3 separate regions of the Mus musculus genome follow, and all the other regions are linked to region 1. A link is a contact called in public HiChIP or PLAC-seq and promoter capture Hi-C data. All regions are on one chromosome and are shown on one strand. Each heading gives the region's core, a stretch centred on a gene start, on an enhancer-like site or on the middle of the called end of the contact. The rest is flanking DNA. Distances are from core to core; before and after follow the strand shown.

Evidence for each region. Promoter capture Hi-C pulls out the DNA fragments that hold promoters and counts their contacts. HiChIP or PLAC-seq counts read pairs in DNA pulled down with a chosen protein or histone mark.
Region 2: a contact with region 1 is called in an H3K4me3 HiChIP or PLAC-seq map of forebrain, with 6 times the contacts expected there. The contact joins the promoter of S1pr3 here to the promoter of Fbxw17 in region 1. A contact is called at or near these places in 9 of 39 promoter capture datasets (the 3T3-L1 cell line, the C10 cell line, cranial neural crest and 5 more), 1 of 115 datasets of contacts at active chromatin or transcription factors (forebrain) and 1 of 9 other capture datasets (embryonic stem cells).
Region 3: a contact with region 1 is called in a promoter capture Hi-C map of hippocampal neurons, with 2.8 times the contacts expected there. The contact joins the promoter of 9430083A17Rik here to the promoter of Fbxw17 in region 1. A contact is called at or near these places in 3 of 39 promoter capture datasets (the 3T3-L1 cell line, cranial neural crest and hippocampal neurons).

The regions. Positions count from the first base shown.
Region 1 is chr13:50,416,061-50,419,412 of GRCm38.p6, forward strand. It overlaps Fbxw17 (F-box and WD-40 domain protein 17), which reads left to right and starts at 1,804. Exons shown (of 10, transcript NM_175401.4): 1 at 1,804-1,927. The coding sequence starts at 1,838.
Region 2 is chr13:51,407,116-51,410,467 of GRCm38.p6, forward strand. S1pr3 (sphingosine-1-phosphate receptor 3) reads left to right here and starts at 1,503. Exons shown (of 2, transcript NM_010101.4): 1 at 1,503-1,830. All of the region lies in intron 1 of Gm32834 (a long non-coding RNA gene), which reads right to left.
Region 3 is chr13:51,098,949-51,102,300 of GRCm38.p6, forward strand. It overlaps 9430083A17Rik (RIKEN cDNA 9430083A17 gene), which reads right to left and starts at 1,779. Exons shown (of 1, transcript NR_029463.1): 1 at 1-1,779. It overlaps Spin1 (spindlin 1), which reads left to right and starts at 1,932. Exons shown (of 6, transcript NM_146043.4): 1 at 1,932-2,042.

The DNA of each region.
Region 1 (3,352 bases), core at 554-3,053:
GGCAGTTGGTTAACACTGCTTTGACTTCCCTAGGCTCCACATTCAAGGGTTTCCCAGCTTCCTAAAACAGTGCTGCCTAATGGGGACCAAAGATACAAACACATGAATAAGTAAAGGATATTTAACATTACCATAAAATGGACCCTTTTCACTTTATTAATGAAAGCATTAGTAATCCTGGTAATGATAGGCTCAGGCAGCTGTGTGTTTCCCTGGGTTAAATGCACTGGCATTTACTCATTACAGAGTGAGTGTAGGGTGCTTCGGTGGTCTTAAGACTTGGGCCCTAAAACTGTCATAATTTGACATGTACAGATCTCATCCTTCTCTTTACTCTAGGTATGCGATTTCTTTTATTTGGACTCAGGTCAATGGCTTTAAAGAATGGTAGCCTCCCACTGAAGCTTCAGTGCACAGGGATTCATGTATACACATCTGGAGGCAGCAGATCCTTCTACAGCTGTTTCCTGTGCAGGGGTGGGAGATGAGGCCATGTCTGTCATCCCAGTTTTAGGAGTTCCACAGTCAAAGAGGGAGTCAAGTATGTTAGGAAGAGGACTAAGTGCCTGACCTACGGCACTTATGGTTATAAGCTTATTTTCTGCTCCACACTCTTCTTGGCCACCCCTCCTGCCCAGCCTTAGATCACCTCATGTTATGCTTTACTTAGCATAAACTCAAAGCCATTATTTCTATCCCTGGAGGATTCAGAGATCTTTCCAGGTTCAAGCATCTTGGTTGTAATGCACTGAAATGACCCACATGAGACAATTATTGGCAACCATGCTGATTAAGCCAATTAAAGGTTTTAAGCCCTTTTTATTGATGGCATGACCAAGAACAGGCTTGTGCCTCTGAAACGTTTCTTGGCATCCAAGCTCAGGGGTGCAGACTTTTTAAAGGCAAAACTCACAAAGACCATAATTTACATCAAAGTCAAAATCAGATGAGGGTCAAGGAACCTTGACACGTTCATTACTGGCAAGGCATACTGGTTATTTCAGACATAGTGTGTTTTTGTTTGTTTGTTTGTTTGTTTGTTTGTTTTTACTTATGTCTTTTAAATCTATTGTAGTTTACTTATTTTTGGCTAATATATCTGACCCAAGGTCAAGGCCATGCAAATCTCAAATGTGTGGCCATTTTGTACTGAGCTATCCAAGCAAACATGAAATGGAGTCAAAACAAGATGATGCTCCCGTAATCATTTCAGAACCACACAGGTGTGGACCTGACTGGGGAAAATGTCTTCACCTGCACACCAGTGGCAGTAATGATGGTCGATGGGCAAGGATGGGAGGTGTGGACTTGTAGCTGCCCTAACTCCTACAGGAGCACAGAAGAGTTCATTACAGAATCATAGTACCCAATACTTTCGCTCTTCTAAGGTTAAATTTATGTGTGCGTGGTTTTAACAGCAGCTATAAATTGCAGTAAATATTAGAGGAAGCAATCGATTACAATACAAGATGCATGCCCCTACTCTTTGTCCTACCGCACAGCCCATTTCTGGAAAACACCAAATGTGTACATGTTGGCATGGTTGATAATAAATACAATGCAGAATCATAAGCAGGGAGGAGGCTGAAGCCAGAACCCGGCAAGGAGCAACCAAGACTGATTGTGAGAGGAGAGGCAGAGAAAAAAACAAGGTCAATATTCCAACTTCAGTGATCGCTAGGCCAGAGCAGGATCATGTCAAAAGCCAGCAGCTGGAAATGACCAGCCTGGGGAGGCGAGCGCAGGAGCGGAAGTAACCGGCACAATTTTCTCATGTGGGCGGGCTCATCTAACTGTGGAGGAAGCAGACGCACGGGGCTAGGGCGTGGCAAGCGGGATGGCGCCGCAGCTTGGCCCGCACGAACTGCAGCACATCTTCTCCTTCCTGGAGGCCCGGGACCTGCTGCGCGCTGCGCAGGTGAACAAGGTGAGGTCCTGGGCAGGGTCGCCCCACCGCCGCGCTCCGCAGGCCCGGGGACCAAGGGGCATCTCCTCCAGGGACTGGCTTGGCTGATGCCCTCCGGTGGCACCGCCCTACCCTTCCCGCCGCCTTCTTGACCGGGCCCCTACCTTGGTGGTCATCTGCCCGGTGCTCTCTATGCCCCACTGTGTGCTTCCTCCCAAAGACTCAGTGCAAGGGCGACTAAATCACAGTTAGTGTAAGGTATTTGTTTTTCCCTGCCAGTTTCACTACTGAACTGTGACCAAAGAGACGCTAAAATCCTCCCTCTTTAATGTCTATCTGAAGAACCCAGTGCAAGCCTTGAAGTTAAGTGTCTCTTCATTAAGTATTCAGAAGTGTTCAAAAGGTTAGACTCGTCGTTGCTTGAACAAAGCACTTAGATTTGCAGTTTCGAACCTGTTCCGTTTTAAATGTTTTACTCACAGAAAGAGACCAATACTGTTCATTCCAATCTTGACAACTTTGCCAGAACCATCACACTGCAAGTATGCCACTTGCTCTTCTGTTAGGATCCAAGAATCGCCAAAGAATGATACCTTGACTCAGATAGTTTGCAAACACAAAGAGTGTTCATTGAGCAGCATTTCCTTCATGCAGGGGTCTCCCCATTTGGGGATGGAGACTCCTTGTGGTCGCCCAAGCTCAGCTTTTATTTTCAGGGGAATTCCAGGAAGGTGTACAGTGTATGTGCCTTAGGCCCTGGAGACCAGGAAGGTGTATGGTGTATGTGCCTCTAGGAGCCTGACTGATTCTACAATTCATTAGGCCCTGGAGACCTCCCAGGGGGTCACTTACTCATTCTAGCTACCTATACTTACTTCAGGCCAGATGACAAGGTGTCCTCTGATTGGCTGTCCACTGTTGTGGTTGGCTGACCATAAGTTCCTGGATCCAGGTTCTCATTTCTGGGAAACAGAAACTTAGACCTAGTCTCCCAAACTGCCAGTTTGCAGCCTGTCATGGAGTTAGCCTGACTCTTGGCTAGGTCAATCCTTTCACTGCAGACTTCATCAAAGGACCCAGAGTTGACATCTGGCCGTGAGGCTGAAGGTTCTAGGCTAAGGGTGTGTTTGCAGATAAGGCATCATCTAGTTTTGTTTTTTTCTTTTGTAGTTCTGGAAGATGCACCTAGGGTGTGGAGCTAGCCAGGTACTCTTAGCAGCTGAGGGACCTTCCTGTCTGCCTTTGTGGGTCTTTAATGCTGCAGTAGTTTGACCTGTATCCCTAGCCACATCTTTTTGCTTTGCTGTAACACTTGGAGCTTGCATCTTTTTCCTCTGCATCATTTGCCAAAACTTTGCGAGTGGGAGAATTTACCTCACATTGTAACAGTTTGTCATTCTACACCATGTCCCTGTTGTACCCTAGAGAGACAGTGGTGGCCATGAC
Region 2 (3,352 bases), core at 253-2,752, 990 kb after region 1:
ACAAGGAACAAGACAGGGAGAAGGAGGCCTGGACTGGGAAGATGGCTGCTTCTGGTTAGGAAACTTGGAGGGAAAAGAAACCTCATTGAAAGACAGGTTTCAGGGATACCACAGGGATGCTGTGGGTGGAATCACTCTTAGGAAAGACTGTCATTAGCAGTAAGAGCCCTGGTACCTCTCAGGCTGTGGGAGTCTGGTGTCTGAGGCTGGAGGAGCTGTCATAGAGAGACTCAGGGTCACCCTCTTCTATCCAGAGGACCATTTACCCGGGGAATGGAGAGACAGATGCTGTATAAAACACACCTCCAGCAGCCGGGGCAGTGATGGTGACACAGTGAGAAACAGCTAGAGCACCAGGCCTTTTTGTGGGGTTAGACATAGCGACCAAGAAACTGTTGTTACCCTGGCCTCAGGAAGTGGCTGCAGAAACAGCTACAGAAGCATCTTCAACTGTGGCCACCTCTGCTTTCTTTAACTGGATGCTGTAGGAGTCAAGTATACAGAGACACGCCCATTCTCACTGCACTTGGGGAGAGAACTAGCTTTCCCCAGCTGTGTCCAAGACACTAGGCAAATTTGGGAGGCTAGGCAGTAGGACCAGAGCTCAGGAGAATCGCGCTGCTACTGAGCAGCCAAGGCAGCTGGAGCTCTGCAGCCTGGCTCCTGTGACCCGGAGGGCTTGTGCGTCTCACCAGACAACAGAGAAGGCCAAGACCGGCCAAGAGCTGCCTTTACATGCCAGATGAATCCCAAGAAAGCGGTAAATTCATCTTCTGTAGGCAAGAAAGCCCCAGAGAAAAGGTAGCAGGGACCTGGAACCCTGCCTGCTCGGGAATTTAGCTGCGGTCTGCTTCCTCTCCCCTCTCCTTCCCCAAGCTGGTCTGGAGATCTTTTGCATTTCCTTTGTAACTGACAATTGTGCCTGCGGTTCCCCCCAAAGATTCTCATTTCTCCCCACATGGCCGGTGAGGCTTGCCCAGAGCGCAGGAGTAGACTGGGTACAGTTAACTAAGGTAGACAAGACACAGGAGTCAGGACCTGAAATGCACAAGAGGCTGGGGTCCCTGCCTTCAGCTCCGAAAGGGATGGGGGCAGGGGCAGGAGTCCAAAGGGGCAGGGGGCTTAGCTTACCAGCTCAAGCTGGTAGTCGGTTGATTTCAGGTTAAAGATAGTATAGTTAACACTGGTCACCTCAAGGTGAGTAACAGTATTAATAAGAATCCGCTCAAATCCTTCTGGACACTTAGGTAGATATCTACCCAAGCCCAGTTCTGCACCCGGTTAGGTATCTGCAGCTGCTGGGTTCTGGAGCACTTAAAATTAGCAGGATAGACGCAGAACCTTGGAGTCAGAGTATAGGTTTGGGGGTGGGGGTAGATGATCGGCAGAGGAATAGGGGCAGAGGGATACAGAGGGTTGAAGAGCCCCAGCCCGAGTCCCAGAGTCCAGACAGCGCGGATGCAGAGAAGTAATCCAGAGACTGGGCGGGGACGTAGCCCGAGGCGGGGACGTGGCTGGGAACCAGGGCGTATCTGGGGACCAGCCCGCGAAGCTCTGAAGCTTGGGTTAGGGGCGGCAGGAGGCGGGGTGAGTTTGGGCCCCGCCCCGGAGGGCAGTGGCAAAAGTTTGCCTTCGGATTCTCTGGGGCAGAGTCTGGGAGAACAAGTTCAGGGGCAGGCGACAAGGTCCGGGTGCTGAGCAAGGTGGCTGGACAAGCCTAGCGGGAGAGAAACCTGAGGCCACGAGCGACCTCCGGAGGAGCCCCTAGACGGGAGTCTTAGCTGAGACACGGCAGCATGCAACCAGCCCAGATGCGCCTTGCAGAACGAGGTGAGCGGCGGGACCGGATCCCGGGGTTGCACAGACCAGAGTCGCGGGTTGAGCGCCTGGGGGTTCACCCGAACCCCCTTTTTGGATAAAATTTCAACCAAGTCGGGGCACCAGAGTGACTTGGGCTCGCGAGTGCCTCGCTTCGGCCACCCCCTCCTGTTCATATCCCGGAGAACAGGACATAACCGCCTGTTGGAGCTGGTGGAGAGGTATAGGGTTCCTTTAAATAACAACCAGGGCTTTCTAAATGTGTTTGTAAACTCGGAGCAGAGTGAGCAGGCTGTCCAAGGGAAAGATTCTTGCTTTACTTGGCTAATTAAGAAGTTAGACAATCTTAGGAGAAGAAAACCTGGGCACTGGGAACGGCTGTGGGTTTTCCCTCTGGGAGAAAGCAAATGATTCTTTTAAGTTTTATTAGTGACAAAATTCCAGTTTTCTTAGCACTTCTCAAACTAGGCAATTAGGAGTGTCAGGCCTGGAGCTAGAAGACAAGGTGCCAGCAAAGTGATAATGAGAGAGAAGATTGGTGTGTCATATGTTCTTAACTGAAATAGAAGAAAGGGAAGGGTGACCATTAACCATGTGCCTGTACATGGTCTCTGCGTCCCTGTCTCTCCAGCCTTTAACAATCCTGACACCATGTTCCTTAGATTTGATGTAAAAGGGGGTTTCTCGTCAGCTGTTTAAAGGGAATCCTTTGCTTTAAACAAACACCTCTTCTTCTTGACACCCCCTCCTCCAAAGCCTCCAGAGTCACTCATTCTAAGGTCTGCAGCCAGAAGTCTCTGGTATTGCATATCACCACCTACAAAAATGTATCTATTCAAAGTTCCATCCTTTATAGACGAAAACCAAGCAGACAGGGAGGGCCAAGAGAATATAATTCCTAGAAAGTGGAGCAAGGGGTTGCATACCTCAGGTAAAGGCCTGGCAAGTTGTGGCTGTGGTCAGGGCTGTTTGGTTGAGGTGGTGGTGGTGGTGGTGGTGGTGGTGGTGGTGGTGGTGGTGGTGGTGGTGGTGGTGGTGGTGTGTGTGCCTGTGCGCAGGCGCTCTGTTTGGGTAGCTGTGGAGGAATCTAGATCTGTAAGCTTCTTAAGGGGGTGCAGAGCTCAGTGCTTGGGGGAGTATTGTGTGGCCATATACCTTCACATCAGATCTTTCCATCAGCAGACTGGCAGATGCTCTCATCTGGTCAGTGTCAGTCTGCCCACATACATCAGAGCTTGCCCTTAGGAAGCCCCCACTGGCATTTGGGGAGATTGACGTCATAACCACTTAGCATTTCCCCGAAGCCATTTGCTCTTTACACACACACACACACACACACACACAGCTACACACATACAAACACACACACACACACATGCATGCACATGCACATGCACATACACACACACACACACCATACCGAGACCCTCCTGGTTCTCTACCATATTTGGATGAAGGAACTCCCATTTCCTGCAAAGCTTTACGTACTGACTGACCTGATACCCTGCTTCCCATGAGTCAGGGACTGGTCCCT
Region 3 (3,352 bases), core at 529-3,028, 680 kb after region 1:
TTCAAGCAAAACAACCCAATACTCTTTTCCCCAAGTTACCAGGTCCCAAAATGTCAGTAAGTGCTAGGCAGATGTGAAGGCCATTTTTGTCAACTTGACATCAGGAATCAAAACTCCAAAATGGATGGGCCCACCAGTGATGGATTTCTGCTTAATTAAACCATTTGATATGGATCTTTGAGGTAAAAAAAATATACCTTTAATCCAGACCTTTTGAGGTGGGAAGAGACACGGTTAATGTGGATCTTCTGAGGTAGGAAGACATACCTTTAATCTGGGGCACACTTGTTGGCAGCTTATTTAAAGGACACGGAATAAGGAAGTTTTTGCTCTTTGCTGTCTCACTAGCAAGTCCATTCCTTCACTCACATTATAGCCTGCTTGAGATTCCAGCGTATGCTGAAGACCAGATGAGACATTCAGCTTTCAGTACTGAACAACTACTGAATTCCTGGACCTTCTGTGGGTAGACAGCCATTGCTGGACTAACTTGATCAAAGCCTGTGAGGTATTCTAATACATACTCTTTCCATATGTATATATTCATTTTGTAAGTTCTGTTCCTCTAGAGAACAGAAAAAAAAAAACAAACCAAAAAAAACCAGGCGTGTCACCAAGGAAACGGAAGTGTTCCATACTGTCACTCCAGCCTCCTTCCCTATCACACCCTTCCTTGTTCCTGTCAGCCTCCACGATCAAACATTAAACACAACAAAAGCTAATCTTCTCTCAGTGATCTCCAGGCTGGCTGCATCTCTACTGAAATTAGCCCTCTCTTCGGTCTGTGACTACGTTGCTCCTGCCAAGAATGTCATCTGAGACAAGCATTTTAATTTGAGCAGGCACATATCAATCTTATTTTGAAAAAAAAAAAAAAAGTGCCAATGGAATCCCAAAGAGCACAGCGAACTAAGAGCCGTGCTGCAGGTTTGGAGTGCGCAAAGGGCTTTCCAATAACGTCTTGTAATTCGACCTGGCAACACTCTGGCAGGAGGCTTATTACAATGCGGCAGTGCTACAGCACTCGAGGAACCAGGTCGGTGACCGCCTGGATCCAGACACTGGGTTAAAGGAGGGAAGGAGACCCAGACGAAGCTTCAGGTCCCGTATTTCACTTCCCCTCAAACCAAACCATCCCGGACGTTTTCTTTTTCTCTCTTTCCTTGCCCACAGCCAAACAGATCCTCAATAGGCGATCTTAACTGGAACCAGAGTCGCACGGATTCTCGTGCGATCGTGGGAAGTCTTGGCTTGCAGCCTCGCGAGGAGCCCGGGGTGACTTCTAGAGCAGCGGCTGCAGCTAGGCCAAGGCTAGGTGTTTGCAGCAGCCACCCTCAGCAGGTGTTCGCAGGAGGCCCTGAGCTTTGCAAGCTGAGCCTAGTTCCTCAGCCACTGCGCAGTGCGGCGTACAGCAAGGCGGTGTGTCTTCAAGGGAGCATGGGGGAGCCTATCCATATTTTTAAAGGGCTCGCGTCCTGCAGTCCAAAGCTGCTGCTCCGCAGGAAAGTGCACCTGCGCGGCGCACGGTCATGTGACCTAGCCTCCTGCATCTCCGCAGCTAGCCAGGCAGCTACCCGAGACAGCAGACGTAAGGTCCCAGGACAAAGAGTCAGGATAGCTCCTGGAAGCCGTCCTCCCGTGCAAGAGTAAATACCAACGCCCGCTACTCTCCGTTCGTCTTCCCGACCCTGCTCCGCTTGTAAGAGAGGCCGGCTCTACGCCAGGCCCGCGGCTCCCCAGCGTGTACCTCGCCGCTCCGGGTGCGCGCCCCACCCTCCAGGTGAGCAGCGCCAGGCCCCGCCCCCGCCGCCAGGGCCCGCCTCCCACCCGCGCCTGCGCAGTGCGTCCGGCGGCGCCGGGCGCCGGGGCGGCGCGGCCGTCGCAGTTCGGCGGGCGCAGTGCGCGTGCGCCGTGGCGGCCGGGGGGCGGGCGGCGGCCGCGGCGAGGAGCGGGGGTGGGGAGGCGCCGTCTGGCTCGGGCTGGGCCGGCGGGGAGCACGAGCGAACCACGGCGGCCCCGTGGGCAGCCTCGGTGGCCGACAGGTGAGACGCGCGTGGGGCTGGCTGCAGGGCCGTGAGGGGGGAAGCGAGTGGGCCTCTCACGGCGCGCGGACCCAGGTGAGCATAGCCCGCGGGGCCCCGGGCGCATTGTCCGCGGGCGGCGCCCCTCAGCGCCCCCTGCCGGCCGGGCTCGGTGGGGCCGGGGCGCGGCGGGCTGGGGCCGGGGCGTGCGCGAGTTCCTTTGTTCGTCGCCCCCGCCCGGTCCCCGCCGCCCCCGCCAACATGGCGCTCGCGGGGTCCCTGCCCCAGCCCCGCGGCCGCTTCCCGCGCGCTTTGTTCCGTGCCGGGCGGGGGGCGGGGGCGGGGGCATTGCGTAACCGGGCGGGGGAGGGGCGTGGCGGGACCCCCGCGACGGGTCATCCCGGTGACGCCCTGCCTGGGGGGCTCGGGGCGCGGGCCTGCGTGACCTTGGGTTTGCCTCCCCGAATGCGCCCGATAGATGTGCGGTGCGGATACTGCGCAGCGCCGGGGGTCGCGGTCCCTGGCGGCTTCCTGCACGGATGGTGCGTTCTGGGCCTTTCCGGGAGGCGGGGGGTGTCGGGTTGAGAAATGGCTTCAGTCATCCACGACGTTGCCTGCGCATCTCAAAGTTTGTTTACGCAATTGTTTTTATATTGATTTGGTTTCGATGGTCTATGAATTGGGTTTCGGGTTTTGTAAGGATTTTTCTCTCTGTGTGTGTGTGTGTGTGTGCGCGCGCGCGTGCAGTCTTACTTCTGGTTTAAAGGCTTGTTTATTTATCGTGTACATCCAAAAGCAATACAAGATTCGTTCAAGTGTTGTAAAGGATTTTAGTGTGACTAGCGAGAAAGATGGTATCCGTATCGAAATGCGAATGCCTCACTAACTTTCCTTGGAATTTTCTGGAAGAAGCTGCAGCCTGAAAGGATTGATGGAGAGTAATTGCCTTCTGCATAGCTTTTGTTAGAGAGTGAAAATGAAACCGGATCTTAGACGTTTTTTTACCTATACATCCTGAGCGCACTTCTGAGGTGGTGAAATTTTGGAAAGATAGAAGAGGCACATCTTTAGCCTTTTTAACCCCTTCAGTATTAGTTAATGGGTGAACACGATTTACAGGATGTCCGTTATCAGATTTGGTAATTGTGTATTAACGTAGCCTGCTATGTTTATAAAAACGTGTAGTGTTTCTCTCAATAAGTAAAACGAAATTAGCTTTAAAATCCTACTTTGACATGCCTAAGAAATGGATCAAGCAAAAGGCTTTCAGTCTAAGTGAATTTGTATGAGGTCTCCTGTACTCTAGACTGGCCTTGCGCCACTCTCCTTTT